Regions from separate parts of the Mus musculus genome. Here region 1 is linked to region 2. A link is a contact called in public Hi-C data. All regions are on one chromosome and are shown on one strand. The core of a region is the stretch at or near the end of the contact, and the rest is flanking DNA. Distances in the headings are between cores, read along the strand shown.

Region 1 (2,700 bases), core at 58-2,557, 150 kb after region 2:
TTGGCTTCAGAGACCTAGCTTCCCCTCTGGTTGGGTCATACCTCCTGAGGATGTAGGTAAAGAGGGTTGGCTTGCTGGCTTATGACTCTGCTCTCAAGAATTCCCTGCATGCTCTCTGGAGTCCTAAGCTGGCCCCCAGAGTCTTCAGCACTTCTCCCTAGCAGAGCAAGAGCTGTCTGACTCAAGTACAGAGAGCTGTTTGACTAGTCAGGGAAGACTTGAGTCCTGGGCTCTGTGCTTATTGTGGATCTCTGCTGGGCCTGTGAACAGTGGGTATCAAACACCAGGGCTAGAGGGTTGAGTACCTCCCTTGAGGATGATCTTATTTTTGGCCCACTTGCTGCTGTTGCTGCTGACATCACTTTGCCATGAACTTACCTGTTACTGATTTACAAATTGTTACTTTCTACTTCCTGACCTGTTGAGTATCTTCTATAAGAGTTCTACCCTACAAATATGCAATGCATGTATTAAGTTCCTTCTGTATGTTGCACATGAGGCCATCTTGACTTATGCTGTGTGCTTAGCATGATGGAACCTTGACAACCACTGTGTGGCAGGCACTGTGGTTATCTTGACACCTACCATGCGCTGGATCCTTAACAACTTGGTAGGAATTGGGGTAATAACAGAAGCAGGGCCTGCCTCCTTGTCAAGGGTCTGACTAGGACAAGTACACAGTGGTCTGGTTGGTTTCTGGGCTTCTCAGAGCGAGTTCAGCAGTCAGCATAGAGAACTCAGTTGGCGAAGCTCCCAGAAAGCTCAGGGCTAGAGAGATGGATGGACTTCATTTCAGGAGAAGCTGGGAGATGTGTGATTGTTTGTGACTGCGGATGGATTGGAGATCAAGACAAGCCTAGATAATTCTGGCAAGCTCAGGGAGCTTTGTGTTTACTCTATGGGTTAGAGGCTAGACCATAGAGTCCAGGCTGTACCATAGCACCCAAGACTTCACTGTGGCCCCTGCACTGCCCATTCCTTTCCTCCTAACAACAGTTTAGGTCATTGCAATTTTCAATAGCAGATTCCTTCTGCCAGACACTCCTAGGAGATGGTGCCAACATCTGTGCCCCTGGCCGCCAGCCTGGGAGTGTGGTCAATGGCTACAGCATGGTACATTTAGCAGCCCCATGTCTACTAAGGGTCATTTTCTTTCCCTCTTCCCTCCTACACATGCTGAATCTGTATCCCAAATGCTGGCCTTGTCTGTTTGGGGAAAGATGGCTCCAGATGGTCTCGTGCCTTGTTGAGATACATCACAAACTCCAACACACTGAGAACTTCTGCAGCCACTACTACAGCCCACAGCATGCAACACCCCTGAGATGGTGTGTGGCAGCCCCCAGCTGCCACTCTGAGTCACCAGCAAGTCTCCTTGAACTTCTCCAGGCTTTTTTAGCGTTTGCAACAGTAAAAGAGGGAAACTTGTGTCTATTTTATAGGGTGGCTCTGAAGATTAAATGAATTAATATATCTGAAAGCACTTAAATCAGTGCCTGGCACACACTTAGTACTCAATAAATATCAGCTAACATCGCCACTAACAATGACATAGTGAACGGCAGGCACCATGCTTCACATCCGTTATGGAATTCTCACACAGGGCTTGGTGGCTGTCGCAGCTGCTGTTCGCTAATAAAGAAACTGAGTCAAATGTAGGAGAAGGAGAGTGGCATTAAGGAAGCAGAAGAGCTGAGGTGTGAGCCCAGAGGATCAATCCTAGCAGATGACTCCAACCCAGCAGCAACAGATTCTTTGGATGGGTTTGCTGGAAGCATCATTGGGCACCATGACAGTTGCCCTTTTTACTAATGCCAGGGACCATTCCTTGTGCAGATGGTAACCTGCATCCATGTCCCCATAGGGACAGCTGTTGGCTCAGATAAGGTGGTTTGAATAATGACAGAGAACTTGGGATGGAGTCACAGTTACCTACCACTGAGCTAACTGCTTCACCTTAATGTCAAACACAACTGACTCATCTACAGATGAAATAGAGACATGACACAGACAAGTAATTGCTCATCAGCACACAGCAAGGCAGTGGCAGATGTAAGACTTGAACCCTGGTTTGGCGCCAGAGGCCACATGGTAAATATGGCCTTAACTGTGTGAGAAGCTGGGAGGTTTGACATCTTGCCAGAACAGAGCACATGTGTGGGGGGTTAAAGGTTAATCTTTAGGAGATCCTATGCCTCAGCCAAGCAGAAAGTAGCCCAAGCTGCTGGGATATGTAAAAGAAGGGGAACTCATCAGGGGCACAGGACTCCAGTTGTTCCTGCCTGTCATGCTGAGAGATGAGGAGGAGGCTGGAGAGGACAGCAAGAAATGCACTTGTCTGGGGGATGAGGGGAGCTGGAAGCTGACTCTAGGGCATGAGGGCATGCAGCAGCTCTCTCTGGGCATCAGTTTATTGGGGCACACATTAAGGTGGTCAGTTTCTCTAAGGACTAAAACTCTCCCGTTTTTATTTCCTTTGTTCTCTCATGAGAATTACCGGTCATTATAGAAAGAGAGACCTGTAACAGGTTGATGCGTCTGAAGATGGAGATGACACCTCTCCCTCAGTAACTTATCTTTTTGAGGGTCCTGGCTGGCTACAACAAACACTGCTGACATTGGCAGTTTTGAAGGGGTGAAGTCTATAGTACTGATGTGGTGCCTCAAAGGGTCTGTCCTGGTTAGCTTTAATCGCCACTT
Region 2 (2,700 bases), core at 173-2,672:
ATAGTGCCAACAGCCAGAGAACACACGTGTTCAAACGCAAGAGCCCATAGAGGACATTTTCTATCCAAATGGTAGCATTTTCTGTGCCGTTGACATAACTAGAAAGCCCCATTAAAGCTGATTTTGGTTCACCATAAGGCAAGGCATGTCTCTTTTCTAGAATCCAGGCAGGGAGGAAGGGGAAACAGCCAGCCCTGTAATCACCAGCATAAGACATGATTCTTGAGTTCCAGCAAACTGCAGGGTTTCTGTTTTCTCTAATGGCCCCTAGACTTTTACCCATAATCATGGCCAGGAAGTCTGGGACTGAGAATGACCAACATCAGACCCTCTAGCAAGATGAAAGGGAGAGGGCTCAGAACAAGGGCCCAGTGGGAATATTAAAAGGTTTCAAGTCAGAGTTGATGCCAGGAACAAGGGTGCACCCATCAGCATTTGCCAGGGAAAGCAGAAACAGGAGTAGATTTCCTGGCAGGGACTGGCTGACATAATGGTGTGGTTGGCAAGGCATGACCAAAGCCCTCAGCCTGAACAGTCGGGAAGGCTAGGCCAGAGCTCTCAGCTCTGTGAAGCTATTGCTCATAAATGGGCTCTTGCTCTTCTCAGAGAAGTCTCAGCTCTGTCCCTAAGGCCTTTCAACCAGTCACAGCGCCATGGCATAGCCGGATTCTTGGGTAATTTGCTTCTTATCAGTCAACTGATCCTAAACTTAAATCACACCAATTGAGTACCCGAACAGCCACGGACCGTGGCTTGACTAAGCAATCAGGTGGCAACCTGGTTAAGCAACACATGACCATCTTTAGGGATCTTGGTCTGTCTTCCAGGTAGAAGAAATTCTGAGATCTTAAGATGCCCCCCACCCCCAAGTAGAGCCTTTTGCATCCCTTTGTATATGTCCACGGTAGCACTAAACTTCACTTGCTGCATCTCAGCCTTGAAGGTTGAGAGTAGCCTGGCTGAAGAGGTGTGTCTCATTCTTTACAACTCTATCCAGAGGCCCGGAGCAGGGTTTTTATATTCTTTAGGCAGATACATTGAAGACCATCATTGCCTTGTGTGTAACATGGGGATACTTATACACACTTCAGAGGGTGTTTTTGAGGGTTAAATGAGCTAGCAGTTATGTGTCAACTGTAACCAGATGGGTGTCTGGGGGTTCATTTTTGATAGAGTCTGGGGGGAAGTTTATAGAGCCAGCCTCCAGGTATCCTCACCAATGGGACTGTGTCCAGCACATCTCACTGTTCACTCGTCTGTGGTTTTCTTAGCAGGCTAGATTCTAGCAACACAATAATGAAACTCAACTTTTAAATGCATGAAGCAGTGTTCTAGAAAGTTATGTGAGCTATTTCAAGCAGTGTGGTAGAAATGACATTTATGTGACTGGTTCCCTACAGAATCTCACAAAACGCCCACTTATCTTCTCACATCTAACTGGAATGTTCTCTGTTTGGCGAAGGCTGCCCTTGAGTCCCTGGGCCTGGTGTGTGCTTCCATCCTAAGATGACCAGTGATGACAGATGCCCAAACACAGACTCAGCCACTTGCTGCCTGGCTCAGCTACCTACCACCCACCTCTCACCTCCAACCACTATCCCCAAATACTCACCAGGCATCTGCATTTCTGCCTGAGAAGTGTATTTGGAGCCACATCCTCTTGGGTGAGTGGGATGAGGGGGACCTGCGGTCTGTTGCATCTGAGGAATGAGCCCCTGGGGGCTCAGAGGAGCACAGAAGTACAATTCCCTCCTTCCTACCCTACTTCAGTCACCATGCCTGGGTTGCTTCAGTTCCTCTCTGATCCACTACTGACAGCAACTGCCTTGTCTGCTGCCCTCTATATTACAATCACTCTTCTAGGGACTTGGAATTTATTAACTTACACAAGCCTTATAAACTCTCCACGTAGACACTGTTATCCTTTGTGATGTGCATATCTTAAAGCTGAGTCTGATGTGTTGGTAAATACCTGGGCTAGTTTGGAAACCTGGGTCCATCTAACTCCACAGCTGAAGTCCTTAACCATGACTGTACGGGACAGAACTCTCTTCAGTGTTTGCTGAAACAGTGTAGCTATTTCTTCTTCTATTTCATCCTTATTCCCACATCTGTCGCCATACACTCAACACCTGTAAGAGGGGTCGCTGTTGTTCAGATGTGTGTGACTTGTGATCTGAGCTGCAGATCAGCACCCCAGTTAGCAGCCTGACTAGTCCCTTACCCCTGCTCTCCTGTATCAGCCACTGCCAGTCCTCAGCCCTGAAAGGAACCATGGGATATGGGTTGGAACACGAGTGGTGACCGAGCCCACAGTGAGCTGTGGCTTCTGGTGCAGTCTGACGTTTCCTCTTCTGGCTTTAGCTTGTGTTGTGCCTCTGCCTTCACAGTGGCTGGAAAGTCACCTGAATGGCACTTGCTCTCTTTGCCTCAGATCCTAATTTAAAGGGATGGATTGAAGTGTGAAAAGGCCTACAGCATTGTGGGAAAGCCCTTCTGAGGGACAGGCAATATTGGACCAGTTGGGAAAGTTATGGGGACAGAGAAGACTGGAGAGCATTTTGTTTTCCTTGAGAGTTAGAGACAGAAAGCCATGTCAGTGTCACAGTCCTCCCAGAGTCCCAGGGACTGCAGCAGTACTGACAGGGCCACCACTTGTTTCTGGCCAAGGGTCACAGGTCCAGTTTTTTAAATTATTAT

The links. A called contact is a pair of places that touch in the nucleus more often than the background predicts.
Region 1: a Hi-C map of cerebral cortex shows a contact between it and region 2, with 4 times the contacts expected there. The contact joins two enhancer-like sites. A contact is called at or near these places in 2 of 484 Hi-C or Micro-C datasets (cerebral cortex and cortical neurons) and 1 of 115 datasets of contacts at active chromatin or transcription factors (neural progenitor cells).

Annotation. Positions count from the first base shown.
Region 1 is chr4:127,853,929-127,856,628 of GRCm38.p6, forward strand. No RefSeq gene overlaps it. Among named protein-coding and RNA genes, the nearest start is that of Gm40256, 59 kb to the right of the region's middle. Within about 2 kb of position 1,308, at least 3 of the 459 cell types and tissues checked have an H3K27ac peak or open chromatin away from gene starts, as enhancers often do. A contact at or near this core is called in cerebral cortex, where this site is marked.
Region 2 is chr4:127,706,854-127,709,553 of GRCm38.p6, forward strand. No RefSeq gene overlaps it. Among named protein-coding and RNA genes, the nearest start is that of Gm40255, 89 kb to the left of the region's middle. Within about 2 kb of position 1,423, at least 9 of the 459 cell types and tissues checked have an H3K27ac peak or open chromatin away from gene starts, as enhancers often do. A contact at or near this core is called in cerebral cortex, where this site is marked.